2 separate regions of the Mus musculus genome follow, and region 2 is linked to region 1. A link is a contact called in public promoter capture Hi-C data. All regions are on one chromosome and are shown on one strand. The core of a region is the stretch at or near the end of the contact, and the rest is flanking DNA. Distances in the headings are between cores, read along the strand shown. Region 1 holds the start of Slc25a5 (solute carrier family 25 (mitochondrial carrier, adenine nucleotide translocator), member 5). Region 2 has its middle 41 kb from the start of Gm14569.

The links. Promoter capture Hi-C pulls out the DNA fragments that hold promoters and counts their contacts.
Region 2: a contact with region 1 is called in a promoter capture Hi-C map of liver, with 2.3 times the contacts expected there. The contact joins the enhancer-like site here to the promoter of Slc25a5 in region 1. A contact is called at or near these places in 6 of 39 promoter capture datasets (the 3T3-L1 cell line, 3T3-L1-derived adipocytes, frontonasal cranial neural crest and 3 more) and 2 of 115 datasets of contacts at active chromatin or transcription factors (pro-B cells and stem cell-derived neural progenitor cells).

The regions. Positions count from the first base shown.
Region 1 is chrX:36,793,335-36,797,452 of GRCm38.p6, forward strand. It overlaps Slc25a5 (solute carrier family 25 (mitochondrial carrier, adenine nucleotide translocator), member 5), which reads left to right and starts at 2,263. Exons shown (of 4, transcript NM_007451.4): 1 at 2,263-2,507; 2 at 3,509-3,995. The coding sequence starts at 2,397.
Region 2 is chrX:36,531,502-36,535,619 of GRCm38.p6, forward strand. No RefSeq gene overlaps it. Among named protein-coding and RNA genes, the nearest start is that of Gm14569, 41 kb to the left of the region's middle. Within about 2 kb of position 2,455, at least 3 of the 459 cell types and tissues checked have an H3K27ac peak or open chromatin away from gene starts, as enhancers often do. A contact at or near this core is called in liver, where this site is marked.

The DNA.
Region 1 (4,118 bases), core at 1,013-3,512:
AAAGGAAGATGGTAGGAACCAGTGAAAGGGAGTAATGAGGGGTAGATATGAGCAACCTATATGACAGACATGTGTAAAGAGGTGATGATGGAACTCATTATTACTATGCTATTAGTATCAAATAAAAACCTAGGGGCTGGGATTGTAGCTCCGCACTAGAGCACAGGTCTCACATGCAAGTAGTAGACATACTGGCTCAAATAAGGTAGTTCACAGAAACTTCTAAGGAAAAGGAGAATGTGCCTTGGAACCCCTATATGGAATGTGTCCATGATTTTGTATTGTTAAGTAGCTTGGAGCTAACAAGTAACAAACTCTACCCTTAGAAGGGCCTGAAACCCTCGAGGAAGCTGTAAGTGGACAGATATAGAGGTAGGAGAGGGCAAGTGACTGTGCTGGCTAGTCTTATGTCAACTTGACACAAGCTGGCGTCATCTGAGAAGGAAAGCTCAGTTGAGAAAATGCCTTCACCAGGCTGACCCTTGGGTAACCCTGTGGTGCACTTTCTTGTTTGATGATTGATATGAGTAGGCCCGGCTCATTGTGGGTGGGGCCACCACTGGGCTGGTGGGCATGCTACAAGAAAACATGCTGAGCAAGCCATTGGGAGCAAGCCAGTAAGCAGTTCTCCTCCAAAGCCTCTGCAACACCTGCCTCTAGGTTTCCTATCTGAGTTCTTGCTTACAGCTTGGACTACATGCTGTAAGATGAAATAAGCCTGGGCTGCGGAGATGGCTCAGCGGTTAAGAGCACTGACTGCTCTTCCAGAGGTCCTGAGTTCAAATCCCAGCAACCACATGGTGGCTCACAACCATCTGTAATGAGATCTGATGCCCTCTTCTGGTGTGTTGAAGACAGCTACAGTATATTTACATATCACAAGTAAACCTTAAAAAAAGAGATGAAATAAGCCCTCTCTCCTGAAGTTGTTTTGGGTCACGGTGTTTTATCACAGAAATCAAAGAAGCCCTAACTAAAACATCTACTATGTCTTAAGCATGGACAGGTACACTGGCATTTCACCTTTGGGAATTTTGAAGGTTGGACACCTATGGGTCAGATGCAGCTAAGTTTTCAACTGACGCCTTTATTTCTATAAAATAAACACTGGTTGTTTAGAAAGCAGTTTGGTGATCACATTATCTGCTTCTGTCCTGAACATGAGGGAGGATTCCTGATCTTCAGGTCGTTTGTAGCAAATATTTACTCGGCTCAGCATTAAGGGGCTCAGGGAACACAGGTCCATTGCCACTACCGTGGGAGTTCAGCAATCTAACAATCGAAGAGCACTTTACTTGGTGTCTGGAGTCAACTGCCAACTGCAATGTTAACCTTTTCAGCCTCTTATCCTTCTGGGTGTGCTCTGTATTTGGCTTCCAATTAAAATGATTTCCTCACCTTGAGTCTGTCCTTTGGACTTTCCAAGGCCAATTCCCTGAAAGATCTTTGTTAAGCTATTTGCAAACCAGTCTGGGGTATGCTGCCAGGATCGCACCCTGCTGGTAGGTACCTCAGTCTGGGGTATGCTGCCGGGATCGCATCCTGCTGGTAGGTACCTCAGTTTTCTCTGGCTCTGAAGACATTGTTCAAAGCAGTGTCAGGTCTAGGTAGTGAAGTTCACAGAACTTGACACAGAACCCCTCAGCCACCAAGATAAATGAATTTCATGTATAATGTGATGTTTTAAAAACTCAAAACCAATGCAAAAATCCTTGGATTGTTAATGTTAAGAACTTGACAGACAGGGATCCCATCCTGTACTAGTATGACCTTGGTTCATGTACCTCACTGTAATTCCAGTCCTGGTTCTACAATTAATTTTCGTTACAAAAATGGGTGAGTGAACTGCAGACCTTAAGTGTGTTTGAATGAAATCGATTAACATACCATTAGATATTTATCTCGATTCCTTAAGTTTGGGGAGGTTTTGTCTGTCTGAATCGTCTTCACCCTAGGCCTGGGTTGGTTTTTCTTGTTTTTTGTTTGTTTGTTTGTTTGTTTGTTTGTTTGTTTTGCTTGTCTTGTCGTTTGGGCACTTATCTTCACCCTTCCTCGCTATTCCCTGACACTTCTTAGGGTCCAGGTCCCCCAGTTGTAGGTACTCCTTGCAGCCTTTTCTTACTCTGGCCTGATCAGGTGCCAAGGGCAAGCGAGGCTGACAGGGCGACCTCCCAGGCTCCTCCCGCGTGTCCCGAGCCACTCAGCAGCTCTGCCATTCCGCGCGCCAGTACTGGGCGCCCGCCTTGGCCCGCCCCTTACGCCGGCAGCTCACCGCCTGGCTGCCGCTATATAAGTCGGCCATTTGCTTTGCTCCGCCCCAGAGCCCGGGAGTCAAAGCCGGTTGTCAACCCAGCCCTGTCCCGCACTCGCCTGCCTCTTCTTTTTTTGCTTTCAACATGACAGATGCCGCTGTGTCCTTCGCCAAGGACTTCTTGGCCGGTGGAGTGGCCGCAGCCATCTCCAAGACAGCGGTAGCACCCATCGAGAGGGTCAAGCTGCTGCTGCAGGTACGTTCTGAGATCGAGGGGCCCAGGCAGGAAGTAAAGGATCTGCACAGAAAGGGGGTACCCTAGCGGAAAAGTGGGGCTCAGTCTTTAGATTTGGGGGCAAGGTGAAGGCCGGGCCTAGCCAGTGTCAGATCGAAAGGCAACCGGGAGGAAGGCGCCTTTAAGGACCTGGAGTTTGAGTGTCGCAAGTGGTCGGGACCAGAGGGACCAGAGGCGCTCAGGGCCATCCCCGGCACAGAGAACTAGGATGGGGTTGCCCGAGAGGCTCTGTCTAGCCCGGATTTAGAGGCAAGGGCAATAGGCCTGAAAGCAGGCGCTGGAAAACAGAGTACCTGGCCTGACCGAAAACCTCAAGGTCACGGCAAGGAGATTACAGCTTTGGGCAGGCCACGCGGACCGGTTCTGCGGCCACGCAGCCGGCGAACAACGCGGTGTGGGCTCGCCGGCCGGCAGGCCGGAAGTGGACGCCGGGAAGAGCATGTGCCGGCTACGTCCGCCCCCGCGCAGCCCCTCGCCAGCCTTCCTGCCGCGCGCTCGCCGCGCACTGCCTCTAGGGGGCGCTCGCGGGCGAGCGTTTAGTCGTCGTCACCGCCACCCCTCCCGACAGGAGTGGGGGTGGGGCGGAAAGGGAGCAGCTCCGGAGACTAGAGAAGTTGACTGGTCACCAAGGTGACCGTGTCCTATGCAGGTCCCACCCTAATGCTTCTGAACCTGATCTGGAAGGAATGACCTTTCTTCCTGGTCTAAAGGTCATAGGTACGCTTGAGGGTGCCTCACTCACAGAAGTCGAGACTTACTACTTCTGATGGTGCTGCTCAATTCTTAAACACTTCCCCTACGCCCCCCAGTAGTGTCAGCAGTTAGAATTGTCCAGCTCATGTGATTCTGAAAGCTAGATTTGGAGAAAGGGGAACGAACCTTAACGATTTTATGTGTGTGTTCTTCCCTTTCCCCTTCTCTGTGATTATAACTGTCCCTATTGCCTTCTTCCTATCCATCAGGTGCAGCATGCCAGCAAGCAAATCACGGCAGATAAGCAATACAAGGGCATCATAGACTGCGTGGTTCGTATCCCCAAGGAACAGGGAGTCCTGTCCTTCTGGCGTGGGAACCTGGCCAATGTCATCAGATACTTCCCCACCCAGGCTCTCAACTTTGCCTTCAAAGATAAATACAAGCAGATCTTTCTGGGTGGTGTGGACAAGAGGACCCAGTTCTGGCGCTACTTTGCAGGGAACCTGGCATCAGGTGGTGCCGCTGGGGCTACATCCTTGTGCTTTGTGTACCCTCTTGATTTTGCCCGTACCCGTCTAGCAGCTGATGTGGGCAAAGCTGGAGCTGAAAGGGAATTCAAAGGCCTTGGTGACTGCCTGGTTAAGATCTACAAATCTGATGGGATTAAGGGCCTGTACCAAGGCTTTAATGTGTCAGTACAGGGCATTATCATCTACCGAGCTGCCTACTTTGGTATCTATGACACTGCAAAGGGTAAGTTTGCTATTTGCTTAGAGGCTGTGGGAGATGTGGGTACTTATTTGCAGTTATAGGAACTCAACCTAGGGCCTTGTGCATGCTAATCTAGTGCTGAGCTGTATCCCCAAACCCCAGGTT
Region 2 (4,118 bases), core at 1,205-3,704, 260 kb before region 1:
CTAACACTGCTCAGTAGTGTTGGTCATTGGAAACCATGACTGTGGTGCCAGATGTAGCCCTAGAAGTTGGGAGTCAGAGGCAGCAGCATCACGAATTCAAGGTCACCCTTGACAACATATTGACTGCAGGAGACGGTTTTGTACTACGGCAAAGGAAACTGCTAAGTGATTGAAGAGGAAGTCTACAAAATGGGGGAAAATCTTTGCCAACTATACCTCTGATGGTTCATTAGTTTCTAGAATATACAAAGAACTCAGAAAAACTAAACACCAAGGAAACAAAGAGCCCAGTTATAAAATAGGATCTGGAACGTAAATAACAAGACACACATCCATGTTCAGTTCAGATGCATCCCCACCCCCTTTCTCCCAGCCCCACTGAAACTTTCTGCCCTCAGTAACTCCCCCATCCTGATTCATAGCTCATGAATTCTGGGTTCTTTTCTCCATTTCTTTCCTTAAATCCTCTTGTGATAGCACATGCCAGTAGGCAAATGTTGAAGAGGACAAGGAAAGAAGATCATGAGTTTAAGGCCAGCTTGGTTTACACACACACACACACACACACACACACACACACACACACACACACACACACATACACACACAGAGAGAGATAGAGAGAGAGAGACAGAGACAGAGACAGAGACACAGAGAGAGATAGAGAGAGACAGAGAGAGAGAATATGTCTCTCTCCTGGTGTGACTTTGTGAAAAAAGAAATAGCAATAGTGTCTGCCTCAGAGGGTTCGTGTGAGGACTTTGCTCTCTCTTTTGTAGCACTAGAAATTGAACCAAGCTTATTCTAATACTGGTTATCCACAGCTCAGATGTGAGGTTTACATGAAACCATTCAGGTAAGAACTTTCAAAGTCCTGGGAATAAATCCACTTAGTGGATACTGGCAGTCCTTACTACTGCTGCCTCCTTTGAGTCACTGCAGCTTAAGTGAAGGCATCCTTCAATACAGCAGAGAAGTAGCCGGCTCCATCCGAATGGCTTCTCCCATCTCACTCCACTTACATGGATGGCTCCAGGCTACTGATACTATCTATGCAGAGGACACACACTTGGGATGAAGAAATAGAAAACAGAGGTGAAAGTGAGTTTTGCTGACCTTAGAAAGACCTAGAAGTTTGTTCTATCCCTCAAAAATCCCAGTACAGTTTGCTTCCTTTCTTTCATCCACCTAGTGAGTAGGATCTCCTAGGCCTTCTTTGCCCATGATGTACATTTTTACTTCAATTTCACCTTGATATAAACCAAACAAGAGGGGGGATGGCTAGAGTCTGGTGGCCCTTTCCAGTCCTACCCAGGGATGGTTATCAATGTACCAACATCCCAGGCACACCTGAGTGTACACCAGTGAATCTGTACTTATGATTTGCATGCTATTTCTCCTCTCTTTCAAGGCCTACTTCAGTATTGAGTTTCCATCAAATGGAGAAAAGGGGGCTTCAAGCCCACTCCTAGTTTATTCTCCTATTAAGTTCATAATAAATTTTGTTTATTTCTTTAACTACAGTTTCTGTCAAGAAGTTCATGAAGAGATTTTTAACCAGTCCCATCCTTTAAGAGATGCCTCCTGAAAGCTAACCAGTCAACAGTATCACAAGGAGAAAACTATGGTCTGCTTCTTAAAAAAAAAAAAAGTTGCTGTTTTGTGATCCTGGGAATTGAGTTTAAGACCTGATGCCTGCTCAGCCAGAGCTCTATCCCTCTTTATGTTTTGTTTTGAGATAGAGTCCCACTAGTTTGCCTAGGCTACCTTGGAGTTCACAATTGTCCTACCTCAGCCTGCAGAGGAGTTGGGATCACAAGCCTGAGCCAGCAGCCTTGGCTGTTATCTGCACCTACACCCATGCCTCCGCCTTTATTAATAAGGAGCTAGCTAAACAAACAAGACTGCAAGAAAGCTCCAGAATTCTTGGTCTTAAAACAAAAAAAAAAATCATTACAGGGGGCTGGAGAGATGACTCAGTTGATGAGTTGATTCATATTTTTATTTTATAACCATTAATGCTGAGAACAGGACTTTGCATATATACATATTTAAATGCTAAAAATTGAAAGAAGACTGTTTCGGGCCATTTTAGAAGCTATTTGAACCACTCTTATCTATAACCATATCATGCTGATCTCAAGAGCTGTTGCAAATTCTGTCCTATCTCGAGCCCAAATTCACTTAATATGATTAGTTCATAAAACTCAAGTCTGCAATTCAAAAGCAATTAAAAGTCAAGCACTATAATACATATTAAAAAGCCTTTAATAACCACAATTAAACCATTATACTTCTACAACACCAGAAAACTTTATATATACAGTAAAAAAAAAAAAACACTGTAATTTACAGCATACCATATAGCCTTTAATCTGAGCCCAAGTGTTTCACAGTGGACTAGTTAGTATTGTCTGGTATGCACACACGCACAGTGCAAAGTGCACATGTGTGTCCAGAAAGAAATTATGCAATACAGTCACAAGACGAATGTGGGGAGGTGCTGCCACAGCCTCAGGTTGGGAGACAAATCTGAGGAACAGTTGGGGAAAGAAGAGCCTGACGCTGCCAATCTAAAAACCAGGAGGCTTGCTTGGTTCAAGCAGAAAAGTACACAGGGAAACATACTCGTGTCCTTGGTAGCTAAGGAACAGACTTTATCACCAGAGAGAAGAGTTGTAGATTTTGGCAGTCCTGAGCCTGGTGTAAGCAGATGGATCAACCTCTGGAAGCCTATAGAGTCTAAGAACCCTGAAATTCTAGCAGAATCCATGGCGTCTTCACCTGGATCCCTCATGCAGGGTGATCAGTTCTTAGGTGGTCTGGAAAGGCAAGGTAAGTGTTCCACCTGTACTGATCTCAGTACTGTCAATAAACTTGTAAACCCTTCTTCAGCTAGCAGTGGTTGCTACAACCCTTCAATACAGTTAATGCTCTGGGGACCCCCCCCCAACCACAAAATTATTTTCATTACTACTTAAATTATATAACTATAATTTTGCTACTGTTAGGAATAGTAACATAAATATCTGATATGCAGCATATTTGATATTCAACACCTGTGAAAAGGTCGTTTGACACCCCCCACCCCCGAAAGGGGGTCACAGCTCACAGATTGAGAACCACTGCTAACTGCTGGCTGATAGAACCTAAGGCATATTGTCTGGGGGAATCTGGGAGGGGTGAGCAAACCTGCCCAGCCCGAAGATTGCAAAACTGAGTGTGGCCACCAGAGGTCCCTAGTACACAAGAAAGGGAAGCTACTGAAATGGAGACATTCCAGTCATCCTAAATTTGTGCGAGCTGGGCTCAATGATTATCAGCAGCAAAAGAAAGCCAAAATTCCACAATTCTGTCTGACCTTATCCCCCATTTATATCATGCACATCAGTGTTTCATCTTTGATTTTGTTTTTTTCCCCCTTGTGTTTTTATTTTTGGCCACATTTTACCAGCTTTTTGTTTTATTTTGTTTGTTTTATTATAGTTGTAAAACATGAAAGGAGAGAATCTCTAAATACAGAGTGTGGGGAGGCCCTATTATCACAAGATTTTTTTCTGGCAAATCTAATGGAATAATAAAGAACATTTTTATCAAAATAAAAGTTGGAGGGACATCTCTAGCCCCCCTCATTTAATTCTCAAATTAAACACACACACCATAGTGAGAAATATACAGTGAATAAAATGTCCTAAATGTGAAAACTAAAACTAACAGTAAACAAATAGTTTCAAAGGCCTCCAAAAGTTCCTTATGGAACTGAATTGTGTCATCAATATTAAGAGCTCCTGATGCAATTTGTGTGGAACACTCTAGAAATTACACAAGCTGGATTAAATGTTCCAAGAGTTATAAATATATTACCAATGGCTCATTCTTTAAGTTGACCAGTGGACTATGCACTTCTAATTTCACTCTTGAAAATAAATATTAGGATGAAAATAATTCTTCCAGGTTGATTGAAGCTACAGTGTAAGTTTAATAATGTTTTTTATAATCAGATCAGATAACAAGATTTTCTCTACTTGTATTTTAAACCAACTGGTGAACAGAAATGTCTTTGTAATGCCACTATACATAATTTAATGTAATTTTAAAAGTTATGTGCGATTGTTGAC